Regions from separate parts of the Mus musculus genome. Here region 1 is linked to region 2. Evidence: chromatin contacts called from public HiChIP or PLAC-seq data. All regions are on one chromosome and are shown on one strand. Each heading gives the region's core, a stretch centred on a gene start, on an enhancer-like site or on the middle of the called end of the contact. The rest is flanking DNA. Distances are from core to core; before and after follow the strand shown. Region 1 overlaps Mark3 (MAP/microtubule affinity regulating kinase 3). Region 2 overlaps Cdc42bpb (CDC42 binding protein kinase beta).

Evidence for each region. HiChIP or PLAC-seq counts read pairs in DNA pulled down with a chosen protein or histone mark.
Region 1: an H3K27ac HiChIP or PLAC-seq map of microglia shows a contact between it and region 2, with 6 times the contacts expected there. The contact joins two enhancer-like sites. A contact is called at or near these places in 2 of 115 datasets of contacts at active chromatin or transcription factors (embryonic stem cells and microglia) and 3 of 9 other capture datasets (adipose tissue, liver and pancreatic islet).

What each region holds. Positions count from the first base shown.
Region 1 is chr12:111,588,267-111,594,315 of GRCm38.p6, reverse strand. Mark3 (MAP/microtubule affinity regulating kinase 3) reads right to left here. Exons shown (of 18, transcript NM_001370744.1): 2 at 1,548-1,739. Among named protein-coding and RNA genes, the nearest start is that of Mark3, 17 kb to the right of the region's middle. Within about 2 kb of position 1,490, at least 22 of the 459 cell types and tissues checked have an H3K27ac peak or open chromatin away from gene starts, as enhancers often do. A contact at or near this core is called in microglia, where this site is marked.
Region 2 is chr12:111,360,721-111,367,047 of GRCm38.p6, reverse strand. The region is part of intron 1 of Cdc42bpb (CDC42 binding protein kinase beta); the gene reads left to right. Among named protein-coding and RNA genes, the nearest start is that of Cdc42bpb, 14 kb to the left of the region's middle. Within about 2 kb of position 1,612, at least 8 of the 459 cell types and tissues checked have an H3K27ac peak or open chromatin away from gene starts, as enhancers often do. A contact at or near this core is called in microglia, where this site is marked.

The DNA of each region.
Region 1 (6,049 bases), core at 241-2,740, 230 kb before region 2:
TTTCAAGAAAAAAGAACTTCTTATCTCTAGGAAACGCCGCTCCAGGACACCAGGGATGAGTCCCCTCTTCAGGTGCTTTCAGCTCCTAAACAGGAGACTCCATATCTCCACAGGAATATAGGCACTAAAACTGGGATCTATCAAGAGGTCTATCTTCTTTTATTGTCTTAAGAGCTAGTTAGGGTAAACAGGGCTTCCCAACCTTTTTCAAGTTCCAGCAAAAACAAAATCTAGAAGAGCTAAAGGGCACGTGGAAGAGGTCTATCAAAAAGGGCTCATGCTGGGTGTGGTGGGGCACAACTCTAATCTCAGCACTTGGGAGGCAGGGGTGGGTAGATGTCTGAGTTGAGGCCAGCTTGGCCTACATAACAAGTTCCAAGCCAGACAGAGCCAAAACAAAGGAAAAAAGAACTGGCTCTATATTCTCTAAGCCAGTGGGGTGCTAGGAGCCTGCCATGTGCCCTGATCAGCATGGCCACTTTCTGTGTGAATGCAAACACTCTCGTGGGTTTTGTTTGCCATTTGGATGCATTTTAAGTTATGGTCAAATGAATAACTGCCTCTAAGAAGCATAGACAGCCACTGGATTCTTGAACTGGTTGCATTTAGAAGGTTTACTAATTTGTTTTGTTTTGTTTTGTTTTTGAGAAAGGGTTTCTATGTATGGCCCCAACTGTCCTGGAACTTACTCTACAGATCAGGCCTGTCTCAAACTCAAGAGATCCTATTGCCTCTGCCTTTCAAGTGTTGGGACCAAAGTACGCAGCACCACACCCAACCAGAACATCTCTTTAAAAAGCATCTTTCATCTTTCAATCACACAATTATAGTCATGTGACCGCTAACAAGTCCCAACCGTTTCCCTACATTTACCATAGAATATCAGAGGGAGAGACAAGTCAACCAACATAAGATAAACCCTCTTGTATAAGGAAGAGATCAGGATAGTTAAGGAGTCTAATGCTTGAGAAAAGGGATATGCCAATTAATTCTCAGAAGTAAACCCTACAGAGACGGAGAAAGTACTCCAGGCAGAGAACAGGTACCAAGACTTAGATACAAGCACTCTTGTCAAAGGAGAAGAGAAGCTCGGCACCATACAAGATGCAAAGAGGAAGATAATTCTGAGGTGTCACTATATGAACACGGATAAGGAATGCAAGAGGAAGCAGCCAAGGTCACAAAAGCTGGGGAAGCACGAGCCTCTGGCACAACCTGGCAAACATGGGCTACTAGAAATCCCAGAGAAGGAAGGAAACCTGTGGGATAAACCTGTGTACACAGACAACCATTGATCTGCAAGTAACATGAGCGTATGGGCTTATATACAGAAGTGCATACATGCAGTTCAAGACAGTTTTATTGATTTTTTTTCCATTGAAAAAAGACACAGCATTACTAATTTTTCAAGTTGGCTCATTCCCTTGGTGTACTTGCCAGTTGCTAACGATGTCCTGGTCCTTAAGAGATTAGCAGTTGTTAACGATGTCCTGGTCCTTAAGAGATAGCAGGACAGCTACCACAGCAAAAGCAAGACAGGGATTTACCTCTCGGCCTGTGAGGATGTGTCTCGCCAATTTCACTTTTGCAAAGTTCCCCTTGCCGATTGTTTTCAACAGTCTGTAGTTTCCGATGTGAGGCTGTTCATCTGCACAGGAAGCTATTGAGTTTCTACACCGAGCTCCAGAGCGCCCGGTGCGGGAGGTGACTTCTTGCCTCCCGTCTCCATGTGAAATGTGCTGAAACGTAATGTACACAAAAACAAGGAAGTGAGAGGACATGCAGTACTGCCAAATTTTAGGAGCATCTAGAGGTTAGAAACAAAACATCAAGGCTTTCATTGAATCCTAAAGGACCAAAGCACGTGATATAAATTTAAGAGGAAAACAAGAGACTGATACAAGAAACATCAAGTTTTATAGCTCAATCCGGTGTTCTAAGAGCTGAGACAGTTCCAATTTATGATTTTTCCAACTTATCATGGTACAAAAACATTCATGGAGGACATTTAGTAGAAAAATTGTACTTCAAATTGTGCATTACAACTTTTTCCTGAGCCATTGATAAACAGTGTAATTAACAGTCTAAAAACACCAATAAGCCATGATGGTCAAGATTGCAGTGCACAGTGCAGCCAGCCTTTTTTTTTTTGAGGGGGGGAAAGGATACAGGTATTCAATTACCCAAGATATACAACACTTTCTTATGAAATGTTTGTTTTAGGTGATTTTTGCAAAATTGTAGGCTAATTTAAGTTAAAATAGGCCAGCTTAACCAAGCTGTAAAGTTTGGTAGGTTAAGGGTAATAATTAGACATTTGCAAGAAGAATCACTAAAATGTAACCCCACTGTCAGCAGATAAACATCTGCATTTTGAATAGGTGACTATCATACAAAACAGAACTTCATTCTCTGCAACAGCATCTGTATGTCTGATACTCACCACAGCCTGTGAGGGAACAAAATGTTAATGTCACCATTCAGTAATGACAATGGGGCCAATAGTCAATTAGTGAGAAATCCATTTCTTGTTACAATCAATTTTTTTCATTTTACAAACTAGTTTCATTTTAGTTTAGGGCTTTGGGGTTTTTTGTTGATTGTTGGTGGGGTTTTCTTTCATTTGTTTGTTTTTGTTTTTTGTTTTGTTTTATTATTGTTAGAAGAGCTACGTGTAGGGCTGGAGGAGTGGCTCAATGGTTAGTGCCCTCTTGCAGAGGACTTGGGTTTGAGTCCCAGCACTCACATATTGGGTCAAAACTATAACTCCAGTTCCAGGGGGTCTGATGCCCTCTTCTGGCTTCTACAGAAATTAATCACACACATGGTGTATAAATATGCATGCAGGCAAAACTTTTAAGCATATTAAGAAATCTAAAGCAATTGAAAGAGCTAAATGTTATAAGTTACTTTCTTTAGAAATACATGTGTATTTTTTTTTAGGTTTTATTTTAATTTATCAAATATGGTCCCAACCTGAAGTTGAGAGTCCTACTTCAGTATCTCCCAAATAAGGTTTACAAGCTACAGATTCTTTTAGAATATTATGTATATGATTATTTTGCCTGAATATATGTCTGTGTACCACATGCATGCAGTGTCTGAGGAGATCCAAGGGAGTCTTGAGGCAAGACGAGATCATCAGACCCCCTAGACTCTTCCTTATAACACAATACACACACCATACATCTTGTCTAGTCTTGAAAACAGTAAGCTATATCCTTAAATCATGGCAAAGGTTTTCCAAATGTTAAAAATAACCTACAAAGCCAAACTGTGACAGTAAGTGGCTCTTCTTCCAAATTTTGTACTTTAGAGATACAAAGTCAATTTTTACTTTTTAAAACATCTAGGGAGCCTGGTATAGTAGCACACAACTTTAATCTCAACTTTTGGGAGGCAGAGGCTGGTGGATCTCTGAGTTCAAGGCCACAATGGTCTACAGAGTGAGTTCTAGGAGAGCCAGGGCTACACAGAGAAACCCTGTCTGGGGTGGGGTGGTTAGGATATTATTTCGTCCACTACAGAAAAGGACTCCATAAAACTGACCAATTTATGATGTAAAAGAAAGACTATTAGCAAACTAGGATTAGAATAGACCTTCCTGTGATACATGCTTTTAATGCCAACACTTGGGAGGCAGATGCAGGCAGATCTCTGTGAGTTCCAGGCAGCCTGATCTACACAATTCCAGGACAACCTACCCTGTCTCAAAAACAAAAGAATGGACCTTCCTTAATGTGATAAGAATCACAGACCATAACTGGCTAGTAATCCCATTGCTACCATGCTGCCTACTCTTCTATTTGTAGTGTATTAAATAACCTTGTTTCTCACCCCAACCCCTCACCCCTTTTATGGATGCAAGGTCTCAGGTAGCAAGTTGGCTTCAAACTTACTATGTAACTGAATTCCTGAACCTCCTGCTTCCATCTCCCAGCAGCTATTCCAGCAAATATTACAGTTAATGGAAAAACACTAGAATCTGCTATTTCATTTATTCCTGCCTCTCTGTATTCATTACTGCATCCGGGTTGGCCACAGACTCTCAGATCTTTGTCTCAAACCCTTTAGGATTGGGAATACAGGCGTGTACCACCACACAAGGATCATCTTGTAGTTTCTGTCTTCATTTTAATTCTTTTTTGGATTTAGTTATTTTCTATGTTTTCCCCACATGTATGTACAGCGTCTGTGTGTCTCATGCCCATGGAAGACGGAAGAGATGCTCCCTTCCCTCTGTAAGGATCCTCCTGTAAGTTGAGTTATGAATGTTTGTGAACCACCCACCATGTCAGTGAGAGAAACTAAACTTGTGTGCTCTTAACTTGGGTGCTTTTGAATATTCAGTCCCAGAATAATTCTTTTAATAAATAAGGAGAATCTAATTTGTGCATCTTTAACCCAAAATTATATACTCAAAAGGTTTCAGATACCAGAGAATTTTCGACTTAGCATTAAGGATGATCATCAGGTAGGTTTTTTGCTGTTGTTGTTTTGAGTCTTTTCCCTAATTCAATCTAATATATTTCCAAGTCAGGCACGGTGGTGCACGCCTTTAGTCCCAGCACTCAGGATGAAGAGAGAACAAAAGTATATATAGTGCATTGCTGTGCAATCATGAGAACCTGAATTGAAACCAAGAACCTACACAGAACAGCCAAGCACTGTGATTCTAGTTGTAATCCCAGTGCTAAGGGAGCAGAAATACAAGGATTTCTGGGCCTCACAAAGGAAGGACTGACCGGTGAGATGGTCAGTGGGTAAAGGTGCCTGCTGTTAGGCCTGATGGCATGAGTGTAATTCCAGGGCCTGGGAAGGTAGATGGAGCAAACTGATCCCCCACAAATTGTTCTCTGATCTCGTTTGCCATGCCACACACATTCCCACATATAGAAATGTTAAATACATTAAAACAAAAACAAAAGAAGGTTGACAGCATCTGACTAGACCCAAGAAAATTTAACTAAGATCTGACCTCTAGAAACTCCCACACATATCTGCTTAAGTAATGAGATACAAGTGTGCTCCCCTCCACACATACACTTACAAATAGTTTTTGGAATTGTCAGCAGTTATCAACTACCAGTAGCAGTACACTTAGTTATTCAGAGTTTACTGCTGGTGTTTGCTTGGCCTTTTGTGTCTTTTCCGTTTTGCCCTTGTGTTCACAGTCACCAGGAGTCCTGACATTGATCTCTCTTTTGAATTGTTTATCAAAACAAACAATTCAAAGAATCAATAGTAGCTTAGGGCTGCCACAACCTCCGAATCACGCCAGCCTGTCTGTCTCGGCATAAAGCAAACCATGTTTGTATTTCTATCTATCTTGAGGCAGCATTCACTCTATGGCCTCAACTGGTCTCTATTTATAATCCTTCTATACCTCAGCTACCTCACTGCTAGAATTATTGGCATGCACCACAATACCCAGCACAAAAGTTTTCTTAAATAAAATAATTTTTTTACATAATTTAATTTTTAAAAAAAGATCTAAGCTAGGTATGGCCCCAGAACTAGAAAGAGGGCTGACACAAATCAAGGTCAACCTGGTCTACATCTCAGGTTGTATAGGCCAGTCAATCAATACACAGCAAACCTTGTCATTAAATTAAAAAAAAGAGGCCGGGCAGTAGTGGCACATGACTGTAATCCCAGCACTTGGGAGGCAGCGGCAGGCAGATTTCTGAGTCTGAGGCCAGCCTGGTCTACAGAGTGAGTTCCAGGATAGCCAGGGCTATACAGAGAAACCCTGTCTGGGGGGGGGGGGGGGAGGAGATGGTAAGGTCAGAAATGAAAGAGAAAGGGCCAAAAATGTAACTCAATGGTAGAGTGCCTGCCTAGTGTGTACAAGGCCCTGAATTCTATCACAGCCTTCATTATAAAAAGGGTTTGGGGGATGGAGGGAGGAGTAAAGAGAAACGAATGTGGAGAAGTTAGGAGGGAGAGTGGATGGGCAGGACAAAGATGTTAAGAGATGTTAATCAGAGTCCCCTTAGTCTTCTGACAACCCTTTCAGGTGTTCAGCTCCTCCTACAAACAAAAATCA
Region 2 (6,327 bases), core at 363-2,862:
AGACCAGAAGGGGCTCAGTGCTGCTATTTGTGGCACAGCAGTTGTATGTGAACTGTCTTGAAATGACACGGAGCTGAGTTTGTTTAGTTCCTGAGCTTCTGGTATGGAGGAAGAAGTCACTTGGAAGTAAACGAGGGAAAGTTCTCACTGCACAAAACCTTGAGTTTTCACTCGGGTTTCACAGAAGTGAACTGAGAAGGTCAGTGGGCCCCCTTCCCCACAGCCACCATGCTTGCAAGGCTGTGGCTCTGTGGCACATCACCCTTGACAGAACAAATGTGAAATGAAGGAACTGAGCCCCGCCGTTCTGTGTAAGGAATTGGAGTCTGCATGCTGAATATTTTTTAACACATACCATATTTTTAATTCCCAATGCCATTTTTAAAAAAAATTTATGTATGTGAGTACAGCCTGGTTGTGTACAGATGGTTGTGAGCCTTCATGTGGTTGTTGGGAATTGAATTTTTAGGATCTCTGTTTGCTCCGGTCAACTCTGCTCACTCAGTCGCTGCTCGCTCCAACCCAAAGCTTTATTTATTATTATACATAAGTGCACTGTAGCTGACTTCAGACACACCAGAAGAGGGCGTCAGACCTCATTACAGGTGGTTGTGAACCACCATGTGGTTGCTGGGATTTGAACTCAGGACCTTTGGAAGAGCAGTCAGTGCTCTTACCTGCTGAGCCATCTCGCTAGCCCTCCCAATGCCATTTTATAGTGATTGCTACTGAGAAAGATGCTAATTTTATAAGTGATTGATAAATAGCAGTCCTTAAAGTAATTTTGCTGTATCTGTTCTGGTAAGACAGAGTCTCACTGTTCATCCTTTGCAAGGTTAGAAGTCATCATATAGACCAGGCTGGGCTCTGACTCAGAGATCCACCTGCCTCTGCCTCCCAGGGCACGCCCACCACACCCTCCTTGAAGCAATTCTGCAGCTCATTCACACATGGATGTTTTTAACCCAAAATATTTGAAATCAAATCATTGAATTTGTTTAAGTATATTAACAAGACAGCCTTTTGATGTACAGTTAAAATTAATCTTGGGGCTGGAGAGATGGCTCAGTTCTTTTGACTGCTCTTCCAGTTTACCACATGGTGGCTCACAGCCATCTGTAAAGGGATCCGATGTCCTCTTCTGGTGTGCACTGAAGACAGAGCACTCATACATAAAATACATGAATACATAAATCCTTTTAAAGTTAATCTGGGCAGTGTTGAGGAAACATGATGGTACTCCTGCTCCACCCCACAAGGGGCTTACTCTGTGTCTCTGCTGATCTTGCACTCGTGGTGAACCTCCTGCCTCAGCTTGCCTCGCTTGTTTCTCACTGGCGTGTCTTCAGGGTTCTGCCAAGGCTGTGCCGTGTGCGTCTCTGTTCACTCCTGTTTGTCACTGAGCACTGCTCTATCTGTCATACAGCAGGTTTATAGTTTGTTTATCCATTCATCAGTTGGTGCACATTTGGGCTTCCACTGGCTGTTAGGAATAATAAGATATCTGTGTACAATTCTTGTGTGGACGGACACGTGTTTTTCATTCCTCTCCGGGTTAGAGATGGCAGAGGTGGCAGCTCTGTGTCTGTGTTTTGAGGAACTACAGATTGTCCTCCACGGCAGAGGCCACGGCGTCTCCTGCCTGCTCTGCCTGCTGCTCGTCCCTGTGGGCAGAGTCCTCACTGTTGATGGCCTTGCTGCTTCTTAGTGGCTTGTGTTTAACACCTTTTCCTGTCTGTTGGCTATTTGTCTTTTTTAAAAAAAATATTCAAGTTCTATTTAAAATTGTATCAGTTTTGTTTTCAGTGTTGAGTTTGGAGTTGTTTATAGGATACAAGTCTCATAATAAACACACAGTTTGCTCCCAGTCTCTGGAGCTTCAGCTTCCGTTCTTCATGTTGTCCGTTGAAGCACAAGAGCAATTTTGATGAAGTCCAACTTAATTTTCTTTAGTTGCTTTTAGTTTCACAGCTAAGGAGTCATTGCCAAGTCCAAGGTCACAGAGTTTCACATCATTTCTCCTTTGTGTCTCCTCTGCCGTCTCCTGCCTCCCGCCTTCCGCCTTCTGCTTTCTCCTTTCTCCCCTTCCTTTTCTTTGTTGCTTAGTTTGTTTTTAGACATGGTCTTCTTATGTCGTTCCAGCTGTCTGTGAACCCACAGTTCTCCTGCGCCAGCCCTATTTTGTTTTTTGAGACAGGATCTCTATACATAGTCCTGGGTGGTGGGAAACTCACTCTGTAGACTAGGCTGGTCCTCAACTCACAGAAATCCACCTGCTTCTGCATCTCAAGTGCTGGAATTAAAGGCACACACCACCACTGCCGGCTGACTGTCACATTTCTTAAGTCGCAGCACCTGGGAGGCAGAGGCAAAGAGGAGCTTTGTGAGTTTGAGGCCAGCTTGGAGTATAGAATGAGTTCCAGGACAGCCAGAGCTATATAAAGAGACCCTGAAACAACAACTAGAAGGTTAACAGAAATAGATTTTATATATACATATATATATGACTGCTTTGCCTGCGTGTTTTGTGTACTGTGTACGTACATGCAGTGCCCATGCAGTGCCCATCGAGGCCAGAAGAGGGCATTGAATCCCCTTGGGTCTGGAGCTGCAGACAGTTGTGAGCTGTTGCATGGGTGCTGGGAATTGAAGGTCCTTTAAAGAGTAGTTTGTGCCTTAAACCACCAAGCCATCTCTCCAACCTCTGGTGCTTAGAATTTTTAATCTGCAAAGCTGAGGCAGCAGTCCTGCAAACTCTGGGCCAGCCTGTTCTATGTAGTGAGACCTCTGTTCAGAAACAAAGCAAAGCAAAACAATACCCCCGCCAACCCTTGGAGAGACCCCCCCTCCCCCCGCACCCTCCCAAGTGCTGAGAAGGAGATTTGCCTCTGCAGTTTGGGTCCAGTTTCTTTCTCTGTGGAATAATTGTGCTGGAGACCAAGAACACTGAGGTAGAGGAGCCGCAGTAGCTCTGCTTGTGTTCGTGGTGGCCTCGGGAGCATCCAATCCTCACCAGAGAGCATGCTGTTAGCCACGGGCTTTCCCTGGACGTCCTGTCGGGCTTTGAACTCTTCTGACTCTAGTTTGTAGAGCAAGTCTATGTGATCAGAGTCATTGGGTCTGCTCCGTGCCTTTTCTGTTCGTATTGAGGTCGCCCTGCAGCCTTCCTCCCCCAGGAGCTTACATTGTACGCCCTGCATTAGAAGCAGAGCCAGCCTGGCTTCTGTGGGGTAAGTCTCACTAGGTGTGGTCCTCACTTTTTGTGTCAGTGGAATTAGTTTGTTGGTACTGTTTTATTGAGGATTTCTGTGTTTGCATTCATAAGAGGTAATGGGTCTAGTTTCCACATTGCATGCTTGGTTTTGTTTGGGGTATTTTGGTCTCAAGCAATAAGAGGCATTCCTTCTTGCCTGCTTGCTTTCTGACTTTCTTTTCTCTCTCTCTCTCTCTCTTTCTTTTTTCTTTCTTTCTTTCTTTCTTGAATTGGAAGAATTGGTATTAACAATCTTTGTGTGTTTATATGCTCGAGCTCAAGTCCCCTGTGAGAGCAGCACGTGTTCATGACCACTGAGCCATCTTTCTGGTGCCTGTTTTATCGTGTATGTGTGTATGTGTGTGTTGGAGGGTTTTTTTCTTTCTCTTTTCTTTTCGTTTCTCTTCTTTCTTTCTTTCTTTCTTTCTTTCTTTCTTTCTTTCTTTCTTTCTTTCTTTCGGACGGGTAGGGGACAAGACAGGATCTCACTATATAGTTCGGACTTGTTCTTGAACTTGGAGACATCTGCCTCTGCCACCCGAGTGCTGGGATCCTGAGTCCCCACATCCTGCTGTCTCTCTTTTTTTAAAGCTGATTTTGATGAATAATTTTCTCTTAGAAACATCATGTTTTCTTAATTTCTGGTTTATGATCATGAATTATCTAAAGTTTATTTAATCTTTATGTCTTTTATTTTAATTTGAGTTGGAGGTCTTCATCAGTTTCTGACCTTTACGTGTGTGACTATGGTGAAGTCTTTCTTCCTCTCTTTCTCTTTGGTGGTTCGGGAATGGGGATGTTGGGGCAGTAGAAACCTTTATGTAGGTTTAAAAAATTGAAAAACCAGTGAATAACTTTTCTGACAGCTGCCATGACCAAAGCATTAGCCATGTAAAGCCCAAGACTCATGGCTGCATGCAGCAAGGGGACAGGCAGGTAGACTTCCTTGGGCAGGTGCGTGCGTACGTGGGTGCGAGTGTACGTAGGTGCGTGTGTGCGAGCAAGCGAGCGACCTGGCTTTCTTCACTGCTGTTGAGTCGCTCTCGGCACTGCTGCTCTCGTGTGGTCCCTTTTTCTTGGATTCTGGTTTTGATATCTTGTTAGAGTCGTGATATGTGTGTGTCTATATAAACAGTGTGTGCATACATTGCACACACTGTGCACCTAGAACTAACACGAGATCCTGCTTGGTGGCCATGTGGTTGCCGAGGTGGGTGGTAGAGTTTCATAAACGCTCTTTCCGAGGGTAATGATTAGAATTTCGGAGCTGTCTTCTCTGATGTCTGGTTTCCTCTAGACTTGACTCTTTGCTGACACCAGAACGTGAAAGTTGACAGTCCTTGGCTGCACATTTTGCAGTGGATTGGGTAGAAGACTTACTTGTAGTATAGGCCCCTTGGTGCCACTCTTACGTACTGGAACCCGGCTGATTAGTTTCTTCTGCAGTAGCGTCTCAATACCGGCTGCTTGTAATGTGAGTTACAACTCACATGCTGTGGATTAGAGTCTGCTTCATCTCCACCCCCTTTCCTTACACTTTCAGTTGTGAGCCTGGCCTTTCACGGCCGAGCAGTCTCTCCAGCCCTGCATTCCTCTTTTCTTGACAGTTATTTTTTTTTTTTCCTACTGCAGTAGTTCTTGTTGATGGCATGAAACTTTACTTAGAGGATTGTATTTACAGTCTTAGAAACATCCTCAATAAAATGGACTTTGAGTGTTTTTTTAAAATAAAAGTTGGTGTGGAAATTCTCGTGGTTGTTTCTTATTTCCTGAGGAATTCTGCAGCACTGGGTTTGAAAGGAAATCTTCATGTTGAACAGTAGGGGAGCCTGCGCAGACCTTGAAATCAGGTCCAGAGTGCGGCGGGGCTGGTAGTGACCAAGTTTGGGAAGTGTAGTTTATGCTGAATACTGAAACCATCCGTCCAGTTAGCATTGCAGGATTTGCACAGAAGTTTTACCAGCTCATAAAACTTTTACGGCCCAGAAGGAACTCCAGCAATAAACAAATGAATTCATAGCCACTCAGCTGGGCTTGGAGCTCGCTGTCTTGACAGGCTTCCATTGGAGACGCTGCCCCACTTACTACAGGGCTGGTGGCCATGGAGCCCATGTCCTAGCCTGGAGACCGTGTCTGTGGATGGACGCTTCAGCAGTGTGTGTTGCATCCCCAGAACCCAGTTTTGGCAGCTGCTTCCCTTCACTGTCTTCCCTGTACACCATGCAGTCTGATCTGACCTTCCCAGGCACCTTGTCTGCTTTACTCCAAGCTCTCCCTCCATGTGATGGGCAATTTGAAGAGAAAGGGGTATGGCTCTGCGCTCTCCAGCCCCTTACCTTCCGTGTGCTAGCCAGGGGTTCACCCAAGAGCTACAGGGCAGCTTCCTGGGAAACTCCCGTCTCATGGAACCATAGACACGGGTTATGGGGATGTGTGGCAAGCCTTGCTTCTTCCTGTCTCCAGTTTGGTCCCTCCTTCCACTGGGAGAGATGGTAGACTGTTAAGAGGCTGTGACTGCCTGCTTTGCCAGGGGCCACTGCCAGGGTCTCCAGCCTGCTCTAAGGGAGCAGAGAGGATAGAAATGTGTGGTACCCTCCTTGCATTCCTCTTTCCCCAAGCACTGGAGGCCCTTCGTGCGGTGTGTCAGTGTCGCAGATGGACTTGTGGCATGCTTTACACACTGCTCAGGATCCGACTGCTGGCCCTCCGGAGACCCTCCAGCACTGAAGGTAGCGAGGGCGCCGTTTGTTTGGGAGGATCTCATTCATGCATCCCAGGCTGGCACGGACTCCTCATCTTCCCGCCTCAGCCACCACGCCCAGCAGGACTTGGCTTTTAAATATGGTCTTGAGCTTTGCGGTTTTAATTGAACTTAGGAACACAAGTTGGTACTTGCCCGTCTCTGTGAGCAGCGGCGCTATGTCCAGCGGCCTCAGGTGCATTTCCTTGTTTATAGCTCTTCCAGTTGCTGGATCTTCCAGACTCTTGCTTGCCGATAAGTCCAGATGGTAGGGCTGGGCCTGGAGCCACTGCCCACCAAGAGCCCGGAGCGGTGTGTGTGTGTGTGTGTGTGT